Regions from separate parts of the Mus musculus genome. Here all the other regions are linked to region 2. A link is a contact called in public promoter capture Hi-C and targeted proximity ligation data. All regions are on one chromosome and are shown on one strand. The core of a region is the stretch at or near the end of the contact, and the rest is flanking DNA. Distances in the headings are between cores, read along the strand shown. Region 1 holds the start of Ermp1 (endoplasmic reticulum metallopeptidase 1). Region 2 holds the start of Sgms1 (sphingomyelin synthase 1). Region 3 holds the start of Lipa (lysosomal acid lipase A). Region 4 holds the start of Gldc (glycine decarboxylase).

What was found. Promoter capture Hi-C pulls out the DNA fragments that hold promoters and counts their contacts.
Region 1: a contact with region 2 is called in a promoter capture Hi-C map of pre-B cells, with 3 times the contacts expected there. A contact is called at or near these places in 1 of 39 promoter capture datasets (pre-B cells) and 2 of 130 datasets of targeted methods (astrocytes and forebrain).
Region 3: a contact with region 2 is called in a targeted proximity ligation map of astrocytes, with 2.3 times the contacts expected there. A contact is called at or near these places in 2 of 39 promoter capture datasets (liver and pre-B cells) and 1 of 130 datasets of targeted methods (astrocytes).
Region 4: a promoter capture Hi-C map of stem cell-derived epiblast-like cells shows a contact between it and region 2, with 5 times the contacts expected there. A contact is called at or near these places in 3 of 39 promoter capture datasets (hippocampal neurons, liver and stem cell-derived epiblast-like cells) and 1 of 130 datasets of targeted methods (astrocytes).

Annotation. Positions count from the first base shown.
Region 1 is chr19:29,647,156-29,649,924 of GRCm38.p6, forward strand. Ermp1 (endoplasmic reticulum metallopeptidase 1) reads right to left here and starts at 1,260. Exons shown (of 15, transcript NM_001081213.2): 1 at 881-1,260. The coding sequence starts at 1,200.
Region 2 is chr19:32,387,233-32,389,932 of GRCm38.p6, forward strand. It overlaps Sgms1 (sphingomyelin synthase 1), which reads right to left and starts at 1,280. Exons shown (of 10, transcript NM_144792.5): 1 at 988-1,280. 2700046G09Rik (RIKEN cDNA 2700046G09 gene) reads left to right here and starts at 1,984. Exons shown (of 2, transcript NR_033198.1): 1 at 1,984-2,144; 2 at 2,473-2,700.
Region 3 is chr19:34,526,036-34,528,739 of GRCm38.p6, forward strand. It overlaps Lipa (lysosomal acid lipase A), which reads right to left and starts at 1,439. Exons shown (of 10, transcript NM_021460.3): 1 at 1,331-1,439.
Region 4 is chr19:30,174,182-30,176,881 of GRCm38.p6, forward strand. Gldc (glycine decarboxylase) reads right to left here and starts at 1,260. Exons shown (of 25, transcript NM_138595.2): 1 at 810-1,260; 2 at 243-321. The coding sequence starts at 1,079.

The sequences.
Region 1 (2,769 bases), core at 10-2,509, 2.7 Mb before region 2:
AGAGAAACCTTATCTCGAAAAATAAACAAGTAAATAAATAGAATAAAAAAAATAAAAAATGGGGCTGGTGAGATGGCTCAGTGGGTAAGAGCACCCGACTGCTCTTCTGAAGGTCCTGAGTTCAAGTCCCAGCAACCACATGGTGGCTCACAACCATCCTTAAGGAGATCTGACTGGTGTGTCTGAAGACAGCTGCAGTGTACTTACATATAATAAATAAATAAATATTTAAAAAAAATAAAAAATAAAATAAAATAAAAAATGTTGAACCCTATACAATCCGTAGTACAGAAGAGCCATAGACCATCTGCGACCTTCAGAAATTACAGGCATAATTCTGTCTGGATGTACTCTGAGTCTCCTTCCACAGCTTTCAGATATGAGGGCTGTGGTGCTTAGAAAGGTTAGCACGCACTACATTACTCCTCTCCCACACCATCCCAGAAAGACTTGGTAATGCAGCCCTGGCACAAAAACCTCACTCTCCATCTCATTTTAAATGCAGAGAACTAACCAAAGTAAAAAGTGGAAGTTGCTCGAGAAAGAGAGGAGAATGATGAAGCGTGTGAACAACCAATCATCTGCAGGAGGAAGAGAGTGGATGAGAAAGCAGACTCAATCGATCTGGCCACCCCAAGAAAGCGAAAGAGGGAGCCGAGGAAGCCCGGAGTACCCGCAATTCAGACCCCCGGAGGACGCGCAGGATCATCCCACTTCCCACCGAGGTGCGCCCAAGGACCCCGGGACTCTGCATACAGCAGCGCCGGCCTCCTCCGCCTGGGGCACAGTGGCGCCGGGCTCACCCGCGCGGGACTCACCCACCAGGCGCTCCCCCACCCCGGGGCCGCAGAGGACTCGCGGCCGGGCCGATCGGCCGTACCTGGCTTGGCGCGCGTCGAACTCGCCCTGGAGCCCCGAGGTCCGGCTCAGCACCAGCCGCTGCAGCGAGAGCTGCACGAGCGCCCGCAGCGCGAGCAGGTAGAGTGCGAGCGCCAGCGCCGTGCGCGCCTCGGACAGCGCGGTCTTCGCAACCCGGCTCCCGCCGCCGTTCTCCGTCTTCCCCCACATCCTCCCGACGCCCTTCGCATCCTCCTGCGCTGAGGCCTCTCTCTGCCGGTGCGACGCGGCCGCCTCTCCCTCCCGACGCTCCGCGGTGCCGCGGTGCCGCCGCACAGCCGCTGACTCCGAGCTCCACTCCATGGCGGCAACTGCCACCACCAACCGCCCCAGCCTGCGACAGTCCGGGCCACCGCGGCCTCCGCAGCGCCTCCTAGTGAGCGGACGGAAACTGCAGAGGGCCAAATTTCTTCTGATTGGCTGGTCCGCCTCGCTGTTCCCTGGTGCCTGAGTCTGAGATCTTTGGTGGCACAGGCTGACACCCAGCCTGGTGCCAGCAGACTGTCAAAGGGAAAAACACCCATAAACCTAGAAATGAGCAGCCCTAAGCAAGAGAGAAGTGCAAGGCCGCTTTAACAGAATACACGAGGCATTTATCCTGCGCTGGGCTGATGAATACTGGGAAAAGGAGGATTCTGCCTACCAAATCAATAAGTAAGACTTCACAACCAGGACTGGACAAAGGTGTAATCCTGGCACTAGGAAGGATGGCCACAGGAGGATCCCTATTTTGTGCCTAGAGTGGAATACATAACAAAGATCCTGTCTTTTAAAAAAAATTTTTTTGGAAAAAAAAAAAAAAGCATTTGTAATCCCAGCACTCAGGATTTACACAAATTAGAGGCCTGCCTGGTCTACGTAGAGAGTTCCAGGCCAACCAGGGCTACAAAGGTGAGCAGCTAGAGGAGGCAGGGAAGGAAGTAGGGAGACACAGAACCCCAATTACCAGGGCTAGTGCTGTTTTCATTTAACAGATAACAATACCTATAATTTAATGAATAGCTGCTGAGTCAAGCAGTGTGCTAAGTACAGACTTTGAAAAGAAAATATTTTCATTCCTATTTAATATTGAAGAACATAAAGACAGCAAATGAAGGACAAATGGGATCCCAAGACAGCCTTCTGCTCTGTTCCGCGGACACACAGGGCACTCTAAAAACAAAGGTTCCGAAGAAATATTCTTTTTTATTAGATATTTCATTTTTTATTAGATATTTTCCTCATTTACATTTCAAATGCTATCCCGAAAGTCCCCTATACCCTCCTCCTGCCCTGTTCCACAACCCACTCACTCCTGCTTCGTGGCCCTGACATTCCCCTGTACTGGGGCATATGATCTTTGCAAGACCAACGGCCTCTCCTCCCAATGATGGCCAACTAGGCCATCCTCTGCTACATCTGCAACTAAAGACACAGTTCTGGGGTGTACTGGTTAGTTCATATTGTTGATCCTTCTATAGGGTTGCAGACCCCTTCAGCTCCTTGGGTACTTTCTCTAGCTCCCGAAGAGATATTCTTGAACTAACAAGATGGATCAGAAGATAAATGTGTCCATCCCTGATTTCCCCCAAGGCCTGACAACCTTTCATTTCCCTACTAGGCCCATGGTGGAAGGAGAACACCAGCTCCCACAAGGTGTCTACTGACCTAAGCACACACGAGTGTTCAAATACAAACACACAATTCATACAAACACACTTGCAAACACATCATATAAACACAATTGTGCTGGCTAGTCTTCTATCAACTTGACACACAAGCTAGAGTTATCTGAAAGGAAGGAACCTCAATTGAGAAAGTGATAACATAAGATCTAGCTGTAGGACACCTTCCTGGTTAGTGATTGATAGGGGAGGGCCCAGCCCTTTGTGG
Region 2 (2,700 bases), core at 30-2,529:
GAAGCACCTGCCCGGATTCTCTCAGCTCCCCAGGTCAATAGCATCCTCCACCCCGACTGTTAGCCCGGCAGTCAAAAAGGATCAAGCATTATCCAGAATCCGTTAGATGGACCAGGACACCGGGGCCACCAAAGGAAGACAGTTGGAGTGTGGGTTTAAAATCCGGGCAGAGGCAGCGCTGCTACCACTGATGTGCCCTTGACAAGTCGCCTATGATCACTCAGACCCCTCATTCTCTGGACGAACCGCGTCCAGAGCTACGCAGATGCCCCTGCAGGCCTTACCCTTTAACACCCCCACGCGGTGAGGACACGCGGGGTCTCAGAATAGTCGCGAGCCAGGGGCTGTTACACCGCCTGGGAAGGAAGGGGCTCGCTCCTCCGGGAAGGGGGGTCCCACCTGTTATGCCGTTGGGGGTCATCGAGGGGCCGTGCTGAAGGGAATCCCAAAGCCGCGGACTCTTGGCCCCGCTGCGATCAGGCCAGGAGGTACCAACTGTCACTCTGCCGCCCAGGGTTGTGGGGGTGGGGCTGTGATTTTGGGGGTCCACCCCTAAGCACTACGGGACCTCTGGCTGGCTTCCACCTGGAAAGGTCCTCAGTCCCGGGCTCTCAGGCCCCGCTACCGTCCGCTCGCCTCAATGTGACACCAGGCAGCCTTCCAGCCCGCACGCAGCACCTCGGAAAGGTGCCCACGGACGCCTCCTCCTTCCTCCCCGCCCAAGTTGGCGGGGGAGCCCCGCCGGCGGCCCGCCCCCTCGGAGCCGGGATCGCGGCCGCCAGAGCGCTCCCCCGCGCCCACCCCCACGAGCGGCCGCGGGGGACCGCACGCCAGGTACGCGCGACACCGCGCGGTATGCGCTCACGCCCCCTCGCCCCGGCTGCCCGCCCGCCGTCAACCGAGGTCAGGCCTGGCCCGAGAGACTCGGGTCAGATCCAGCCGCTCGCGACCCGGAGGCCGGCCCTCCACCCCCGCCCCGCGACTCACTTGCACGCGAGTCGTGGCAGCCGCCGGAATTCTTTCCACGCGCCGAGCCCCGCGCCGCGGAACGAAACCGGGGCAGGGCGGCGTGCGGACTCTGCACCCGATCCCGCTCTCCCGTCCGCGTGCCAGGCTCCCGGGACGAGCAGCCCGCCCGAACCGGCTCTCCCTGCTCCCGTCCAGCCGGCAGCCCGCCGCCGCTGCTCCGGCCGCCGCCGAGCTGGCGAGAAGGCTTCTGACTTGGAACCTCGGGCTGCCGAGCATGCCCAGTCCGCGGCGGAGCCGGGTCGGCTTCCCGCGCGACGCCAGTCCGTTCCTCCGGGTGTTCCCGGCGGCCAGGGGGCGGGGACCGCGGACGCTCGACCAGGGACCCAGCTGAGTCCCGCAGGACAGCTGGCCGTGGGGTGTGCTGGGGGTGGGGACGGGGGGGGGGGGGAGTCCTTTTTGTTTCTAGAAACGGGAACTGGAGATGCGGTTCCCTTTCGCCCCCACCACCCCCCAACCACGAGAAGAGAAAGATGGTGGGTTTCATCCTCCGGGATCAGAAGCCCTATTAGGAGCCAGCCCGAGAGTTGTGCGGCAAAAGGCGGCTAGAAGGTTGGGGACACAAACTCAGCCTTGGTGAAACTACCTACGGGGACAGCTGTTGGCGAACTACACTGGCATTTTCTTTCCCACCAAGCCCAAGAGCTGCGACACTTGTGACTCCCTTATGATTGATCATTTAAAATGGATGAACCTCAAACTCTTCGGGACATTTTTCCGAAGCTCTAATCCTTAAAACCACCATCTCCCCCCCCCCCCCCCCCCCAAATCAGGGGTCTGCAGGCTTCCTAAATCGCGCAGCCCCAGGCAGCGTGAAGGCCCAGGAGTTCTCGGGAAGAACCGGGCCCTCCCCCCTAGTCCGTCCGGGCCCCACCTCCCGCCGCCTCTCGGAGCTGCGGCGAAAACCTGGAGAGCGCCGCACCAGGGCCGGAGCACTGCGCATGCCCAATGGCCCCACGGGGTGCGGGTCGCCGGCAGATCTCCAGCTCGGGCAGTGGAACCCGGTACCAGGACGGTGATCTCGCGGCAGAGACAGCAGCCTCCAGTAGCTCCGGCCTTCTGGGCCGACCGCTCGTACCACCGTGGCATGGGTCGCCCGGGACGCGCTACCCTGCAGGGTCTGGTCTGGGGGCGGGGAGGGGGGAACGGCCGTGCCTGCGAGACACGTGACTGTCCGCGGAGCTCCGGGGCAGCCATCTTCAGCTCTCCGGGGCCGTAGACGAAGAAGGGTCCGGGATCCGGGCAGACTCTAGTCCATTTGCCTCCCCACCAGGCACAGGCCCCCGCCCTCACCTGCATGCAGTCCGCCAGTCTACAGCGGGGGTACAGCGAGGGTACTGCGACGCCGGTGACACCGGGAGGACCGGCTGTCTCCAGAGCCAGAACCTAACGGCTAAGAATTGGAGAGCCGCTCTCTTGGAGCTGATGGCTTCTGCTTTTCCCCAGGGGCGGAAGTTGGGAAGAGGAGTTCCCGTTCCTAAGGCGCTGGCATCGCTCCTCCTGCTGCTTCCCTGTTCTGACCCATTCCCGGCGACGGAGGATGAAGGTGGCGAAAGATGTTTGGACAGCCGTCGCTCTCCTCCATGCTTTTCTCCTGCTGCTGGTTAGCTTGGATGGTGATGGTGTCACCTGGGGTCCTGGAATCTCTGGGCCCGCATCCTCATTACCCGAGAA
Region 3 (2,704 bases), core at 189-2,688, 2.1 Mb after region 2:
CAAGCATTCCACATTTCATAGGAAATTGGCTCTCAGAAAATTGCAGTTTCTCCTGAAGTTATTTTTTCCAGCATTCCAGACAGAAGAGAATAATCTCTGGAGTTTGTCCTGGCCACACATGCTTTTAATTGCCAGCATAGTCTTATGTAGCACAGTCTAAGGCTACCTTTCTAACTTCAGGTCACTGTCCCAGAGGTCCTTCAATACTAGAGAACATAAAAGCAGTCTGAAAAGCAAGGGGGGGTGGGGGCGGTAGATCGATAAATAAAGGTTCCCAAGGCAACTTAAAATAAGCACTTTTCTTTTTGGTGGAAGCCGTTTTTACAGAACCTGATACAGTCTGGGAAGGGCATTCACACCGTGAGGTGATTGGGGAAGCTACTCACATGGAAAGTCACCCATTAGACTTCCTTCCAACACAGCACCGTTACTCAACGAACTTGACAAATAATTCTCACAGAAGGGGTTGTCTGATAAGGCTCTGAGCTGGGTTTAGTGCGCTAGTCTAGGTGTTTAGAACATCTTTACCACAGTACTTATGGCTTTGCAACAATCCAATTCATTATTTGTCTGCCTTCCTTTCAACTGGAGAACGGAAGTGGGGGTGGGCAGAGCTGAAGTCTGATTTAACTTTGAACCTTCAAGACTCTGACAAGTCCTGCATAAATAGTACAAATGTTGCTTTTAAAAAATGGGCAGGAACAGCTCCGCAGTTCAGAGACAGACGAAAATAAAGGTCCGGGGTAGTTTTTCAATAATTCCTAAGCTATTGGCAATGCCCAGATGTTGCAGTGCCTCCTACAGTCTGACGCTTCTCTACCAACTCAACAGTACTAACTAAGCTCATTTTCCAAGATAATGTAAACACGCCAGTCAAATACTGGAAGCAAAGGACTAGCTGATTATTCAGCAGTATCGCCGGGGTTTTTAACCAGGACCCACTCCCAAGGTTGCTGCTGGCCATGCAGTCGTGTAAGAGCTAAGAGTAAGGTCGTGGGAGAGCTAACGGGAAGAAAGGATGAAGAGGACTGAGAATCAGGCATTCTGCCTGTCCAGCAGTCCAAGAAATCTGGGCAGGGTTCCTAATCGTCGATCGCGCCTGCCCAGGAAGCGGGAGGGCGCCCAGGGAAGGACAGTCCACTTCTTGTTGATACCCACATAATCGCCGCCCCCCAAACCACCTTCAGGTACCCGACACAGAGCGTGCCCCGGGAGCAGAGCAATTGGAGGCCAGAGACCCTGGTGGGGCCTCCTCTCCCAGCCCTGGCGATCCACAGGACACCAGCTCCCGAGCCCGCTGCACGAAGCCAGCCCCAAAGCAGTCACTCACCGGGAGTGGTCCTCCAACCTCAGCCTCCAGAAGCAGTGCCCACTACAAGCAGGCGAGCTTGGCCAACCTGGTGCCTACACCTACTTGGTGGGAGGGCGGAGCCGTCACCCTGCCCAGGACTTTCACACAGCCAATCAGGGCAGTCCACCACCGGGAAGTGCCCTGGTGACTCCACCCCTCCTGGCCATCGGCCTAGCCCTGGGGAAGCGGACTCAGAGGAGCATGCGCCTTCTGTTCGCCCAAAAGATTCAGCCCAGCCCAGGCCTGCTCTAAGCCCAGCCAGAGCTTCCTCCTGCTTCAAAGCTGGTGGGCATCCTGTATACCTAGCACTTAGCAGAGCATTATAAACTTTTTCCTCTCATGACCTCCTTTTACTTCAGAAATTCTCATTCAAACTCCACTAGCTAGGTATACAAATCAAGCATTTTTTAACAATAAATTATAAAGAAATTCATTTTAAAACAATTATTTTAGTATTACATATATACATACACATATATGTATATATATATGTATATATATATGTATATTTACCATTTTCTGCAAACAAAAACAAATTGGTGTATTAGTGAGACAGATGTGCTTACTTTTACAAAATACTGCTGCACATTCAGCAACATAAAACGGTTCTCAGAATTGGTTCCTACTTTGTTGTTGGAGGTGTAGCCGATGAGACCAGTACAGCCCATAAATACATAGCACAGAATGTCTGAAGTATTTTTAGAGACATTGCAAAAATTGCTCAAGTTTTGTCCTATCTCAAGTCAAACTTCAGTTTATGACTTTTTATGAAACTCGGTCAAGGAAACCAAACAATAACTTTTAAAAATCAAACATTGTAACACAATGGAATCCAAAGGAATGCTACTTTTATACTTACATGCTGAGGAAAGACAGTGGGAAAAATATTAAAAGCCTTGGCTTTCTATAACTTAACTGTTATCTTTCTATAACAGCAGAAAACTTTTTACATGCAGTACAAACACTGCACCTCGTAACCATCATTAATGTGAACAAGGCTATCTCAGGCAGGCAGTCTGTGGTACTTGCTGCCACACAGGGGACAAGTGCACACGTTGCATGTACAGAACCTAGACAGCAGTGATGTGCATCACACAGGCAAATATGGCCTGAAACACGTCACAGTCTGATATGTTTGATTTTGAATCCACTTTTGGTAATTACACATCCAGGCACCTTTTAGGGTTACCAACATTTTTTGTGACACCCCCATGTGAGGTTGTAACCTATAGTTTAGAGGGCTAGGCCGTAAAACACATGAACTTTATAAATAAAAACAAATGAGCACCCTGAAGTGCCAGGGATGACTGTGGCTAGCAAAGCCCAGCCACAATCTGCGCATCCTCCACATTG
Region 4 (2,700 bases), core at 10-2,509, 2.2 Mb before region 2:
GAGGTGGAGACTTCTAATCCAACACGTGTCTTTTGCAAAGCCTTCTTTGGGAAAGCTTGTAGGTGCCTCGCCAGCAACTCAGGGATAAAGACCATGAAAGGGGCTTACATAGGTTTTCCTCAGGGAAGAAAAATCCCAGCGGTTTAGGGCCTGTCAAGTACTGAGCAATCCAACCCCAAAGCCGGACAGAGATTATAGAAGGCAGAGCAGCGGAACCCCTGAGAGTCCTCCCGGCCACTTACAAATAGGGTCTTCCATTTTCAAGGGTCTCTTCAAGCGGATGCTGGCGGGGACCGTCTTCTCGATGAGCTCATCAATGCTCTAAAATTTAAAAACGCAAGCTGGTGAACAGGACAGTCAGAGCAAAGAGCCTGAGTTAAGAGAGCCACTTCAGTTTATCTTCAAAGGCTGGTAGGAACTTCATTTAAATCGTCTAATTAAGAGTTCTTTTTAAAGTGAAACATCAGGAAGCAGAAATCTTTTGGAGGAAAAAAAAAAAAAATGATGGAGCCGGATGGTAAATCCGCTACTCCGGGTTCGGGAGCTGCAACTGGAGCTGACCGGATTAATGTACTCTAAGTAGGGAGTCTTCTTTTCCTGCAAAGTTAGGGTTCGTCTGGAGTTGGGGATATTTTTTAAATGCACTTTAGAAGAGCGAGAACAGAGTAAAAGTTAAGAGAGGAGAAGGCACCACGATTAAGAGCGAGCTCGCTTTCAAGCTGGGGCCCGGGACGGAGGAGGAAGGCAAGGTGGGAGCCGGGAGGCCCAGCGGGCAGAGCTCCGGCAGGGTGGAGGGTGGAGGGCCTTACCGCCAGCCCCAGCGCCTGCAGCATCTCCCTCCGGTCTTTGTCTCCGGGGCCGATGTGTCTCCGGGAGAAGTCATCGTGTCTGGGCAGGAGGCGCTCCAGAAGGCGCGAGGCCCCAGCCGCGCCGCGGTCCCCGCCACCGCCACCGCCACCGCCGCCGCTGCTGTCCCGGCTTCGCTGCGCCCAACTCAAGCCGGTGCCCCGAGCCAGGCGGTGGCCGCCCCCGGCTCCGCGGCCCAGGCGCAGCCCCCATGCCCTGGCACACAGCTGCATGGACGCCGTCACCTCCCCAGCCCACGAGGGTCAGCAGCGCTTTCCGGCCCTCCTCTGGCCCCAATGCCCCGGGAGTGGCCGCCGCAGTCCCTGGATCCCCTTCCCGACCACTGCGGGCAATGAATGGGTACAGCGAACTGCACTAACTCTTGCAAAGTTCCTCCGCCTCAGCAGGCACCTGCTCCGCACACTTTAAGCGGCGCCCGAAGGCGGGCAGTAGGATGGAGCCAGGAAACCTTTAGCCAATGGGAATGGGTTGCAGGGCGGGGGCGAGGCAGGGCCCTCCCTTTCTCTCTCCTCCTTGTCTCCCACCTCCTCCCACTTCTTTCCCCTCTTCAGCAGCAGGGTGGAGTCCCCTGCCTGATGCTGGAAGTTTAAGGTCCCAAATCCCTCTTCTTACACAGGGGTTCGGGATGCTCTATAGGCCCACTGGCCGGGTTGTAGGGCCCATTGGGGCAGCCCTAACATTCGTGAAGTTCCTGGAGCAATGCACTGAGACAGAAGACAGGAAGACTCCAATAGTTAGCTGGTCTCCACTTACTGACTTTAGGGTCACATCTCATGAAAACCACTATGGGCAAAGGAAGGTTCTTTCATAGTTATGAAATCTGGACAAAGAGCACAGCCCCTAAAATATCTTATGCTTTAATCTTTTAATAAAGATTTAATATTATTTTTTATTGATTTGTGTGTTGGGTGAAATGTCTGTCTGTGTATCACATACATGCCGAATGCTTGCAGAAGTTAGAAGTGGACATCAGATTCCCTGCAAATGGTGTTACAGGCTGTTGTGAGCTTTTATGTGGGTGCTGATAGCCCAACCATAAGAGTAGCAAGTGCTCTCAATCACTGAGCCATCCCCCTGACCCCACTTTTTTTGAGATATGATGCGATGGGAACCAAACCCCCGATCTCCCAACTAGCACCAAGCTACACCCCAGCACCTGTCTTCTCCCTCCCTCCTTTGTATGTCTCCTTCGTCTTCTCTGTACTGGTTTGATATGCACCCATTCCTGAAATTCAGTCTTCCTTTACGTGGAATGCATGAGTATGCTGTTGGTATATTGGCTATATTTTTATTTCCTGAGTAAACCTAAACAGATACTGTAATGAAAGCAAAAGCATCTCCAGGAAGCTGACCCCCAAGGACAGGAACCTGGGACCCGCCTATCTGACCTTTATACACATCCTTAACGATGACCTTAGAGTTGAAGGCAAAGAGAAACTGGGTCTTGGGAAAGACACAAGAAACAGTGTTGCCTAAACTTTCAGGGGCGACTACTGTGTCTGTTGCAGGCAGGTCTTTGCTAGACCAAATAGTTGCTAAGTTAAGACCTTCCAGTGGAAGGACTTGTAGGGAGGGCTAACTACTGTGATGAGTTTGTAGGTTAAAATGACAGGTCAGAAGAGGAGACGACTCCAATGTTCTGAAAGAATCCCTTCATTTCTATTGCTACAGGAAGCACATATTTAGGGAATCATTTAGACCCAGTGTTGGATTGCCAAATTTCCACACAAGCTGACTTCATAACTTTATTTGGTCTTCTATATAAACATCAGAATGAGGACATTTTTAGTAGTTTGGAATGTACATGATTATTGGGAACAGCATATTCTACTG